2 separate regions of the Gasterosteus aculeatus genome follow, and region 1 is linked to region 2. Evidence: chromatin contacts called from public Hi-C data. All regions are on one chromosome and are shown on one strand. Each heading gives the region's core, a stretch centred on a gene start, on an enhancer-like site or on the middle of the called end of the contact. The rest is flanking DNA. Distances are from core to core; before and after follow the strand shown.

Region 1 (7,104 bases), core at 603-3,102, 80 kb before region 2:
GACCCCTCCTACTTTAAAGGCTGCCGTGCCAGTTCTGTTTGGAAAAAATCATCCCTCTAGAGTCGTCCACGGTTTGTGACGGTACACTGACAGAACACAGGGCTCTCGGATTACTTTGTCCTCACGGGCCGCATTGAACTTCCACTTCATTTGTGCGTTATTGACATCTAAATAAAACTTGTGTGTGGGGGGGGGGTTTCCTCACTCCCGGCGCCTAATCCTCATTAGGTGTTAACCGTCTTGGCCCAGATCAAAGGCCGTGACAAAGCCGGTGCTCCTGGTTATTTCCATCCGCAAAGACTGAGAGAGACTCCTGGTGTCCGTGTCATTTCACGGGGACGTCTGGTAGTCGAGTCTGCCCGCGATCAATGGATTCACTAATGAAGTTACGCTGTATAAACAAAGCCTCCCACTATCTGTCCAGCTGCAGCTTTCGGGGACGGCTCACATGCCAGTTCATCGTGCCAGAGCTGGTGATGCCTGCACACGCGAGTACACGGCGTGATGGAGGGGGGAAGGGGGGAGGGGGGGGCGCAACCTGCAAGACAACGCGAGCGCTCGATTACGCACCTCCGTCTCTCAGTGAGAGGGGGGGGGGTTGTGGCACCTCTGAGGGGAGGACGGGACTCTTCTGTCTGCTGCCGCAGGTCTGAGAGACGACTAATGGCAGCGCGGCTCAATAAAGGGGGGGGGGGGAGGGAAGCAGAGAAGGGGAGGGGGAAAGAGAGATGTGGAAGGAGTGACGGGATGCCTCCCTGTTTCATTTTCAAGAGCTCGAATAAATACGTTTGCATCAGAAATGCAGTGTTGTACTTTCTCTTTTTTGGCCATGAGCCCGAATAACAGCCAGCAGCGAAGCAGTGTTTGCACACCGGCCAGCATCGGTTTATTTTTATTTATTTATTTCGATTGGGTTATATTTTACCTGAAGTGGGCAAAACACACAGTGAAATGTCTCCCTTTCGTGCGGCGCAATGCAATTGACGATCGCGTCACGGCGGCTCAGAGCTCGCAAACCCAAGGAAGCTTGTTTGCGGCTCACCGGTGAAGTACTTGGCTTGGGCACTAGGAGGCAAAATATCAAAAGGGATTCACATACGGGGGGAGAGGGGGGGGGGTCGGGATGCAGAGGAGAGACAAACACAGACAAGGAAGTATTTCCATATTTTGAAGCCATATGGAAGGAGCCACAATAAGCAATCAGATGCAAATGGCAGCGCATCTCTTCCATTTATGCAAACAGGAGAAGGTTAAAAAAAAACATGCACTTAAGAGCAAACTGCAAAGGCATTCACTTCTCTTTTGTTTGCAAATGTTAAATGCAGATCCATATGCCGTTTTCATATTACAATATAAATGTAGGTGCTTAAAGCTTTTAGCTGTAAAACGGCGTTTTCGGACAAGTGGGCTTTTTACTAAAGGTTGTTAAAATGAGTGTACACAATGTTGAAAAATATGCAGGGGCTTTTCTATTCTGGTTATTATCGGGAAATGTAAACGCTATATGCAGCGCTCCACTTCTAGACCGACAGTTACCCTCGAAAATATATTCGTCTGTCTGCTCTGCATCTTTAAGAGATGGGCTCACATTGTAGTTGCCACCATATGCAACTCCAGGCACAGTCGTAGACCCGGTGCTGCATGTGGCAGGATGACAATTATATAAAAGGAGGGCTTTGTCTAGGCGTGCACGACTTCAAAGCCCAAAGAAGCGGGGCCCGTTTCCTCTCCGAGCTGTAATTGACGCCTGCTGCAGTATCACGTAAACGCGCCGCGTAATCGTCTGCCTGCAGAAGGCCGCAAAATCGTTGCCGCACTCTGTCCATGCATGACATGTGACTACGATCCCTGAAATAGCACATCCTCCGTAGCGGAACAACCTCCCCCATGATCCCTTTCACAGCGCGTTCTAAGGTGGCAAACATTGACGCTGCGTGCGTGGACTCGTCATGACAGCTGTAAGCCATTCTATTTATAGTTCAGTAAAGAGAACACGGGAAAATGCACAGAGAATTAAATAAAACCTCATTACCGGTATAATATTTACTCTGCTTTATTGATTCCAGTTCCTGCACAGGTTGGCTGGATGTAATCAGACACCTTTAAAAAGGCAGCTACAGGTTGACTTTCCATTCGTAAATTGTGTTTCCGTGATCCAACTGATGTCCAAGAGATGTTGATCTTGCTACTGTGCAGCGACACTAGTAATACAACGCTAGACGTAGTTTTAACAGGACAGCATACTGCTGACCCGGCAGCACAACTACACAAAGCCACAGCACTGTGAAAAGACGCCGTCGGAACGAGGCGCTTTCCCCGTGGACATTGAGAGAGGCCTACGGGGCCGCAGCAGACGGCGTAATGAGGTCCACTTTCAGCATTTGCGCTCCCGTTTACTCACATCTGTCTGCAACTAGCCGACCCTTAATGCACACGCTGGAATGTCCAGGAAAACTGTTCGAGACTGCAATCAGCCAGCCCTGTTTATGACCTCTATCACCCCCCCCCCCCCCCCCACATAAAACACAGTTTAAGGGTTTTAGATGTGCAGACGCAGCTAAAGGCCGTGACTTTTGGTTGAACCGCAGCGTCGAGAGAGATCAAGACGACTAATGAATATTGTTGCACTTCACCCCCCCCCCCCCACATTGATTCCCCTGTTGGGTGAAGACAACTCTATCCCCGTGGCAAGTCCCTGGCTTATCTCCCCGACAGCAAGGCAGCCGACTGACAGACGGGGCGGTTGGGGGGGGGTTGGGGTCTCTCTGGCCCTGTTTCAAGGTGGCGATCCGAGCCTGAAAGGTGTGAGCGGGTTTCCTGACCCAGGCGAGGGGGAAAGGGGAGGGGGTGTTGGATTATCACAGAGAGCAGGCGGCTGGGGGAAGACTGGGGAGACAGAAAGTGAGAGGAGACGGGGAGAAAAGGTGGCAGGTGGCTGTAGGAGCGTACGTAGGTTAGCTTAGCATAAAGATAGCACCTGCGCCTCTGAAGTGGAATACACTTTATATCCTGTAAAAAAACACACTTTTGGCTGTACACTCATATTTACATTGTTCTGTGTGTGAGCAGTACAACCCGGCATGGACTCACATCACAAAGCCCGGCTTATTAAAAAAATAAAATAAAAAGGCTGCAAACACATTCTCATCGATCACACCTGTGTGATGCGAAATGACTTTGACGCGGCGACGCCGCAGCGGACGCGTCTGTACGAGCGCAAGGCGTCAATAATTTATGGGGGGAATAAACAGCATCAACGCGACTTCGACTTCGTCTTCTGGATCCATCCTCTGAGACCCGGAGGACAACTGGATAATAAACTGACGAATAAGCAGGAAATTTGAAACCGCTCGGGTGGTGAGTGCGCCTGCATTAAGTATCACTGCGAGGAGGAGAGAGGTACACACAACTCCACGTGTGATGTTCTTGGATTATACAGAGATTAATTTGGTCAAAGCCCCCGGTCAGGGGAGAGCCGTGCAGGAGGCCAGCTGCCGCAGTAATTCATCCCATTTGGCTTCAACTCGAGCAAAAAAGAGAAAAGAAGAGAGAAGCGGCCGAATCGTGTGTGTGTGTCCCGGTGTCACAGAGACACAAAGAGCTGCAGGCTCATTATTTCGGACTTACTGTCCTCCAATCAGAGTTGGTGACACAGCTGGGAGAGCAAGGGAGGGGGGGGGGGGGGGCTGGACACTGCTACGCTAATCCATTAGCCACCTGTTTGGGGTGGAGGGAAATTCACGCTTGATTACATTTCATCTTCCCCACCAAAAGTGTTGCGTTGAGTCAATAATAAAGCGTCGTAAAGACAGAAATATGGTATTTGTTTTTTTTGTATTGGGATGTTTCCTTCATTCATAGTGACGTTTTATTGTTCCTTCATCCTTCTCCTCGTTTCATTCAGATTACGCGTTTCAGTGAAATTGTTCTCTTGGCGCATCTCCATCTTAAATGTGTTGCTTTGTGGGAAAGCCCGGTGGGTTAGACGATTATCATTATGACTGAGCCAATGATATCAAACCAAAGTTGTTTTACATTTTCTCCAATGATTACATGTAATGAGACAAAATTACCTCCAGAACTAGGATTTTAAAATCATTTCCCACGGATTAAAAGTTGTTCGGTGTCCCTGGCCGCTGCGCTCTGCGTCTGCTTATGTTGTTTTATGCACTCAGCACTCGATCCTCTCCTCTGGCTTTAAAGGGAAATGCACTGGCCAACAGCAGCGACTACTCTGCAGCCACGCAGGAACGAGGTGCCGCTCGGCTCCTTCGCAAATCCAAGGACGCCGCATCGGAGCGCCGCGCGGCGCAGCTTTCCTCTCCGCACGTGTGCATCGGGCAGATGTGGAAACGGACCGCGAGCGAACCAAGCGCCACAGATACATTCCTGCTCCCTTAAGAGTCACCTCTGGTCTAACGAGGTCCCAGTGGCTTCATTTCACCGTTCACCACACACGCCTCCAGATGTGCACAGCCTCTGGCGTCCCCACTCGCTCCCTCCCCAGGACATTTGCACAGTAGTTTCTCACCACTGGAAATATATGCACATACTTCATCTCTATACACATGTATCTTACCCGTTTATAACCTCCTTTATTGCATGTATATATATATTATATAATTTTATATTTTTCTCCTTATATTGCACCAATCACCAAGACAAATGCCATAGTTTGGAAGGCTTCCGAACTACAACGACTGATTCATGAGAGGTGCGGCTGTTATGAGATAAGATAATATCACCGGAGGTAAAACTTCGATTGGAATGGCCTTGGACAGACGAAAAAAAAGAGGACGACGGCAACAACTGAGAGTAGTAGCAACACATTTCCCCGTGGATCAGTCGGCTGGATGTCATGATTGATGACACCTCCTGTTTCAACGCCTCCTGAAGGGCCCCTGAGGCAGCGAGCCGGCTGATGACGCACCTCGTGGGAGAAATTACAGGAAATGATAGCGGCTCTTTTGTCCCCGGAGCAAAGACTCACGATAAGTGGAACTGGTGCCAGGTTGTAATTACAATGATCTTTGTTCGTTTGCTTTATTTACATTAACTGTTCTTCTTCATTTTAGGCTACTGATTGACTATTTGTATGTCCTTTTGGGCATTCTCATCAACAAAGTATCTACAACTGTTTTTACAACCAAAGGGTTGAACGTGGATATCATTAGCACCCACAGCTGTTAAGCCAGCAGCTCATGTCCGTCGTGGTAAAATCCACAGATACGCCGACCGATCGGATTCGGTCACTGAAGCGCCGTTGTGAGAGGCTCACCGTGGTCTAAGATGACGAGCTGCGCGCTGGACTGGATGTTGCCCGCGTCGTTCTCCGCGAGGCACTGATAGAAGCCCTCGTCCGACTTGACCAGACCCAGAACCTGCAGGTTGTGCTCCTTCTACACAACAGGAAGCGGGGGAAAAGAAGAAATACGAGCGGTTATTAGCATTAAGTAGCATTTGCACCCAAGCTCCAATGAAGCTATGAAGGTACGAGAGGCTGTACTTTATTGTCAAATAATGTTATTATGGCTCAATAAAGTATTCTAATGAGTGTACTTTGCGCGACCGTTAGTTGTCATATCAGTTTTTAGCTCAAAAAAATGACAGAAAATGCCGCAAATGATCGTTTTCAGGGCAAAGCGAGCTTTCAGGACCGGACAACTCAGGTGGACGTCATGAGCGATGTGAATGGATGAGATGGTGCGAGATCTTGCAAGGAGACAACAAATTCACGTCGATCTCGTTGCTAACAGACGCGATGTTTCCAATGGTGTTTCTCTGTTGCACAGCAACAGACACACGTACGGGGACTATTTTCTCTCGGCTACTAAAATGCAAAATGCACAACGTATTGTGGCTACAACTATTTTGTGCTGAAAGGCAGCTATATATCTCAAATATATAATAATGTTACAGTCCGAGGGTTATCGCGCCTAACACCACCCTCAAACTGTAACATTATTAGACCATAAAGTAGTGGCTCGAGTACCTTATTAGAGCTTAAATAAATAAAGTACACCCCGGGACTCACTTTAGACTCTTATAAACTAGTATAATTCTTGATAACAATGACGTCAAAGCAAATAAAAAAAAAGGTGGAAAGGTAAACTCACAATTATTTTGAAGTAGTCACTGGGGATGACGGCATCTCCGTTCTTGACCCATTTGACGGTGGGAGCCGGCGACCCCGACACCTCGCACTCGAAGACGATGTCCATGGACTCGTAGGCATAGATGTTGTCCGGCCGCTTGACAAACCGAGGAGGAACTGTGGGAACCAGACGAGAAAAGGGGATTAAAAAAAATAAATCAAATTGACTAAACACTTTTAAAGCAAAGCCAATTTGTTAAAACTAACCGAGCACATTTCACTCGGCAAAGGAATCAGTCCAAGTGATGTCATGCCTCCCCTTTGAATTCACAGCTAAGAGAGGCTGGAAAGGACAACAAACAGCACCTACCTCACAACAACTTATCCAATTATTCCGCTGTACCCTTCACACGACTGCGACCTTTCCGGGAGATTTGATATTACGGTTCAATAACCTCGGTTCTTCATAAAAAATAAGAATAAAAACAGCCACTCAGGTACCAGTGCCGTGTGCCAGCGTGCCGCGCTGGCTGAGCGGAGCACTTGCAGATCTCCTTTGGTCCCTCTAATGAGGGCCAGAAAGGAGTTATTTGATCCGCTGGGGTGATACAGCGCCTCATCAATCTGTCCCAGAACAAGGTCAGCGGGAGCGCCGGGCCCGGGCCTCGTCCTCGCTCTATAATTGGACTGCATGTGTGTGTGAGGAGATGACGTGTGTGTGTGTGTGTGTGTGTGTGCAGGCGTTGCCGCCTCTGTGCCTTCTCTGATAAGCGGGCGACCCCGCCGACCACAGTTTGAATTACTGTACGGTGGAGCCTCGCCGCCGGGCCACTGGGCGCTGTGATAGCCGCTTATTAGCATCTGCACGCTGGCATTTCGCATTGGGCTGATTGGAGATTAGCAGCGTTGGTGGGGGGGGGGGACTCGGCTGAGTCGCAGGTTGTGGGGTCAAGTCCCCCTCACATGCTCGGTGCAGCAGCGGCTAATTTACTTCAGCGCGAAATGGCTGG
Region 2 (6,480 bases), core at 793-3,292:
TTTTTTTTTTTTCTGCTTCTCTATCTCCCCTCCACCACTGCAGAGCGCTTTTCATGCAGGAGAGGCTCTTTCATCAGGAGAACAGCCAGCCCGGGCCTGTCACTCCAAGGCCCGACATTCTGTGCGCATTCATTCCGTTTCAAAATAAACTGCTTCATTATTTATTTATTCCCCCCCCCCCCCCCCCCACACAACTGTTTTGCTTATGAGCAGAATGACTGTGGGAGGGGGACATGTTGCACTAGAGTCAGTTACACTTACAAATGTTTTCCAGAGGACATGCTGCTGCGTTTGACAGCTTAGACGGGATAAAGATGTGACTTGATGGTGCTGGTTTGGGATTTGGAGCATTCCCATAGAATGATGCAGACATTTTACATGCACATGGATTTTTTTTTTCTTTCCACCAAATATCAGGGAAACAACCAGCAGCTGGGTTAAAAAACAATGACCAAAACGCGTGCATGTGCAGGACTGATGATTATTGGCCCACATTCAGCACCGAGGGACACAAGTTGAGAGATGCTCACAAGTCATCCACAGCAAACGTGTCTTGTTTCGTCCATTTTTATTTGTGCATCTCCAGAAGCCAAAAAGGCACATTTGCGAAAACACCTTCACGCCGTATGTCTCCGAATCACCCGAAAGACAAACAGAGACGCCTACGAGCGGCTCTGTCTCAATGAGCCTCGGTGAGGACAAAAGGAAGGACGGGGTTTGGGGGGGGGGGGGGGGGGGGCGTGTTGCTTTAAACGGAGCCGATCCAGGAGCGTCCTGGGGAGCGGAGACTCCTGAAGTTGGTGAAATGGTGGAAGAGGAGCCGAACGCAGCGCAGAGAGCCGCGTTCGGCTCAGACTTCCACGGCGACGCGGTGCAGTTGGGCTTTTTTTTTGTTTTTACATTTTTGATTTCCCCCAACTCGGGATACGATGTCAGTGAGAATGCGGCTTTCACAAAACAAAACATAAGCATAACATAACAAAAGCAGCGGATGAGGAGAAGAAGGAGGAGGAGGAGGAGGAGGAGGTGTTTACCTTTGTCGACATGCTTCGCCGCGGTGGTCTCCGTGCGGAGGAAGGTGAGACAGAGGAGAGAGAGGAGCGACAGAGCTCCCCGCTCGGCCATCACTTTTCACCAATTAATCTTTGCAGGCGTCAGGAACCCCGCAGTAGCTTTAACAAAAAAAAAAAAAAAATTAAAAAAAATTCCTTAAAATCCTGCAAGAAAAAAAAAAAAAAGTTCAAAGTCCTAAAATGTGCAGAAACATCCGCAGTCTGGTTCTTTTAAAACTGTCCGGAGGAAACATGAATAGCTGGGAAGCGAGAGAGAGAGAGACTGTTTGCTCAACTTGGTCGAGGCAGAGGTCGGAGAAGGGAAAAACACACACACGCGCGCACGCACGCACGCACTCACACACACACACACGCGCGCAGAAATCAATCCATTGCCACGGGAGGCGCAGCACAAGGACGAAAAAGAGCTGCGGGCGACTGAGCGCCGACGTGCGCGATATAAAAGCGCCCAGTCGGAGCGAGAAACCGGGGAGCGGAAAACAAAATATCTGGGGAGGGGGGTTACAGGAGGAGGAGGGGGGGGATCCGATCCGACCAGAAGCAGGAATCTGCGCCGCGGACAGCTCTCTGCTCACCGGCGCCGGGACGTAAGAGAGCAGCGTGTTGAAGGGCTGGATCTCCGGCGGCTCCCCGGAAAACAGGGCGCGGAGCGGGGCGGAAGCTCGGATCCCGCTCCGGTCCGCCGGCGCCGAGGCTGCGACTAAAACACGGGCCGGGATTCGATCCGAGGGGAAGGCGCCTCGTTTCAGCGCCGCAGGTGCGCGGAAAACTGCGCAAATCCAACTTTAATTTCTTTTTTTCTTTTTTTACTGCGTTGATAGATGGTGAAGTTGATAGTAACTTGGGGTCCAATGTACCTGCTGTATTTGCAGAAGTGCCCAATAAAGGCCCAACTACACTACGTGTAATTTGGGTAAATGTAAATCAATTGGGCAGTTTGGGACCCAGTGAGAACTCTGGGTTTTACTTTCAGATTCATCTCAGATTAACTCACTTTGCTTTTGCTCTATCCTGTATCTCTACAGCTGATCCGTGCAAATAAGAATGTGGATAAAATGAGGTGGATTTACCCTCCACCCAAATTGAGCCACAGTCTACACGGGGACACCGACTGAGAGCCTGATGAAAAGCAATAAAACATGATCTTAATTCATGCCACAAGAGTTCAACGGCAGTGAACCACAGTCTCTTAAAATCCTGTGATTCATAGCACATCCTGACCTTACCCATGGCAGATGACCTCTTAAGTAGTTCATACACTGCCCAAATAATTAGAAAATAAGTTCCCGTCAAGCATGCAGTTCGCTGAAGCCCAAAGGCACGCAGAGGTCAACATCTGTATCTTGAATCCAGAAGATGATGTCACATCGTGGCTGGAAATCAGAAGGTAGGATTAAGTCCCTTAAGTTTGAGATCAAGTTTCTTAAATTAATCCTGTGTGTGTGTGACTATAGGACAGCGGAAGATGGAGGAGCAGAGGTCGTAAACATCCTCGTGTGTTGTGGTACAGGATTAAAAGACCCATCGTCCAAGGTGAAAAAGACATTTGCGTCGCTCCCCTTTCAGAGGAGAGCTCTTCGTTTGTCGGAAGGCTTTCTTTAAACAACCCCTTGCTTGTAGCTAAATGGAGCGTCATTACGACGGCGAAGAAAACAAGGGCCCGTATTCTCCTCCAGCTTGTGACGAGGCTTTGGGGAGAAGGGAAGGGGAAGGCTGGCTTGTTAGGAAACACTGCGTGCCCCAATAAAACACTCAGACCCACGGAACAGCTCCCCCCACTGGTTTAAGTAATCCACGACGTATTAATCATGAACATTTCCCCCCCCGGTTCCTGCAGACTCGGATTCCTTGTTATCGGCCCTGAACACATCTCAAGGAAACTCTAGGACACTTAGCGCAGTTAAGAAGGACTGTGGAGAAGAAGGCATGCGTAGAAATACTGCCGTGCTCCCTAGTGGGCAGTAGGGGGCAGACGGGCGAATTGCACGTGAGAGGAAAGACACATCGATTCAAAGGGTTTAAGCAAATGAGTGTTGATGCGAGTGAGATTCTCTGGGATCCATAAGTTGGACAATGAGCAAGAATGTCCATGTGTGACGTATTATATGATGTGGTGTCATAACCGGTTTAGTTTGTCTTCACTGATGACCAATGACTAACCTATGACGAGCTAAAAAATCAGTTTTATATTTTCTCCTTTTTTTTTAAAAGTCATCATGAAAACCTTTTAAAAAACATTTGCATTGTGTAGCAAAGCTTTTATGGTATCTAATGTAAAGACTATCCTAAACATGTTGCACCTCTCTTTCAGAAAATAGCTTTTCTATGCAACGATTGTGATTAAAAAAGCAAATAAGCTTTTCTACATTCCCTGTTTCAAACGTTGACAATTGTGTTACATTGTGAGATTGCACTGGATAAATCACACAATTCTCTCCACAGTAGAGCTGCGTTAATGCATGACACCATGAGATAATGGTACACATAGAACATACAGTACTATCTGACAGATGATCGTGGTTTTGGCTTGTGGCTCGGTTTACATGACCCTGCATTAGAATGTAATGGCCAACATTTGTTCCCCTACAAGACAAATCCTCAGTCCGCTGAAACAAAGCCAGAACATTGCACGGAACCCCTCTGCTCGTTATAATGAAGCAGTATATTCCACCGCAGACCTGCCTGTTGAAGTCAGATCACATCCACAGGGCCAATTATATCATGTACATGCACACAGCTGGGCTGGAGCTCACTTCTAATTCCTAATTCTTTAACACTGCATGTGTGTGTGTGTGTGTGTGTGTGTGTGTGTGTGTGTGTGTGTTTTTCCCACGGCCTGTTGCTCTGCGTTGTGAGAACATATTTCTTGCAGATTAAAGAACAAGGTCATACCAAATTTCAAATCTCCAACATTAAAGAGATACTCACATCGTGAACCAAGTAATGGCAACCGGGCCGTGGAGTAAATGGCCGTTGGATTAGTGCGCAGGGAGCACGTGGATTAACTGGAAAGCAGCTGTTGAGTCGCAACGTTTCTCTATATTTGTAACCCTTTTTAAAAGAAGCAACCATATGTACAGTAAAAAACAACTCTCGGGCATCATTAAGCTGCACGGACGGAGGTAAAAGACGGCTGCTGCTGTTAGTTTAGGGACCTGGGGGGGGGGGGGGAGGGGCTACAGCCAGAACCGATTCAAGGATTCTATTGCATCACTTTTATATCCAAATAATAATGCAATATTATTTAAGCATAAGCATTTCCTTCTTTGCATTACTGTTGATTTAGCAATTGTGGATTATATTGTATAATACTGTGATTGAGCTGCATGTGATCCACCTGTTGAATGTGATCCACCATGTTCCCCGTGTTATTTAGGTCCAGATTAAGAGGCACAAGCTTCAGATCAAAGCAGAGTAAAGAGTCCTTCAAGTGGCATTCGGTGCATCCTGTGGATTATTTATGCACAGGATCCAACGCTAAATCACAATGCAATTCGATTACCGTGCCATGAATTAACCAGGAACCAAATGTGCATTTGTTGTCTATGCCTTTCAGTGTAAGTGCTTAATTCCCCAAGAAAAAGGAGCACATTTCAAATATGAGGCAGCAGTGATATTTCATCTGACACATTCGACCCGACACCCATGGGTGTGTGTGTGTGTGTTTGTGTGTGGTGAGTATATTTGCCCACGGAGACAAACAGCTGTCGTGTACCTGGCCCCCAAACCCCGGGCCAAAGATGGCAGCAGCACACGGCCTCATGGAGCGGCCTCACCTGCCACTGCGCAGCACACGACTCGCTTCAGCAGGAAGCAGCCGGCGTGCACCCCCCCACCCCCCCACCCCCCCATCTCATACATGTGCTTGCATGGGCACATTTTCAGAAGGCTGGCACAGCTCAGCTCACACAAGTCAGCACTTTCTTACCTCGTCTTCAGTCTTTTGCTGGAGGGCCGGTGATCATCGTTCTCGGTGCAATTGGCTCTCGGTGCGCTGCTGGGACGGGGGCGGCTCACACGCTGAAATCAGCGGCCTGATGGACGTCAGAAGTCACGGCGAGGACGAGGATGGAGAGGGAAGAGCAGCAGATCCAAGAGCACGTGAAGTAGAATACTAGAAATGCAAGATTCAGACCAGAGGCTGGAGGTCGGCTCTCAGGAGACCGATCTAGTGCCGAATTATAGTGCAAGGGTGGAGAAAAGTGAGCGATGGAATCAATTTTGTTTGTGAAACAGGTTTTCTAGTTAAACATCCTCTCATTGACCATAAGCACAAGGTTCGAAGATCGATTCTTCCCAATGTGTGTGGTGCTTAGCTGACATTTACATAGACACAAAGAAAAAAAGAAAAAGGAGAATACTTAACAAACCAAAAGACAATAACAAAGGAAATAGATAAAAGTCAAATAAAGAACAGAAGGCCAATGTGTAAAAAATGAATCAACAGAATCTAAATTATAAATAAAAAAGAGAATATGGAGCATGGGATATAAAGCATGTCTCAATACAGGCAAATTTGTAATTTGCGATCATGGGCTATACAAAATAAAATGAATTGAATTGAATACATTCACAAACATTCTGTTCCAGCCAGTAAATCTACAGACATTTTTTTATTCGTAGTCAAAATGCTCTCAATAAACATAAAACAGCAGAATTGGGAACAAGAACGCAGTGTGTGTGTTTCCCTTGTTCTGCTTTAGCGGAACCCAACGCTGATGATGACTGATGGAGCGTTAAGCTTTCTATCAGACAAGCTGCTTGATGAGTAACAATGCAGGATTTTTAAATGTGTTCCCCATGTGGGCGAGGGACAAACACGGCCAATGTATGCAAACACCAAGGTAACCCGATCACAAGTAGACGCAAAGGTGCGTCATTCTCAGTGCAGCTCTGTTATATATAACAATGATGACTGCCAGATCTCTGACTTTTCAAAGCAACGTGAGCTCCATAGAAGCCAAATCCCCTGAAGCCAAACCGCGGGTGAAAAAAGCCCAAAAAAAAAGGATTTCACGTCAAGAGGAAGTCTGCTTTTCAGAGGGTCTATTTCACCCCCAAAAGGGGACCACTCATTCAATGTATGCTAAGCGATAAGGGGATGAGGAAAGGAATATCGGTATTCCAGACGCACAACCGCCACAACGCTGAGTGGCACCAAACTCAGCATATGGCCGACTCCCGCGTGCAGTGTTGATTCAGTTACATCAAAGCTAAAGTGGTTTCTCACGAGGAGCTTGCAGTCTTATCCATCTCCTGCAGGTCTTTTGGGACCATGCGAGCTCCATTTATTATGCAGTATGTTGTATAAAACTCTATTGTGTTAAAGTAAAGGTAGACTTGATAGAACGACGCTGCTTTGAGCGTGTGCTCGTCTACAAGCACATCAAACCCCCCGGAATAAACC

The links. Hi-C and Micro-C count contacts between places; a contact is called where the count stands out from the background.
Region 1: a contact with region 2 is called in a Hi-C map of skeletal muscle, with 2.9 times the contacts expected there. The contact joins the enhancer-like site here to the promoter of neo1a in region 2. A contact is called at or near these places in 3 of 6 Hi-C or Micro-C datasets (skeletal muscle and whole body).

What each region holds. Positions count from the first base shown.
Region 1 is chr12:21,157,314-21,164,417 of fGasAcu3.hap1.1, reverse strand. It overlaps neo1a (neogenin 1a), which reads right to left. Exons shown (of 29, transcript XM_078085704.1): 7 at 6,117-6,271; 8 at 5,279-5,399. Among protein-coding and RNA genes, the nearest start is that of snx1b, 33 kb to the left of the region's middle. Within about 2 kb of position 1,852, at least 3 of the 9 cell types and tissues checked have open chromatin away from gene starts, as enhancers often do.
Region 2 is chr12:21,078,276-21,084,755 of fGasAcu3.hap1.1, reverse strand. It overlaps neo1a (neogenin 1a), which reads right to left and starts at 2,042. Exons shown (of 29, transcript XM_078085704.1): 1 at 1,649-2,042; 2 at 1,035-1,172. The coding sequence starts at 1,125.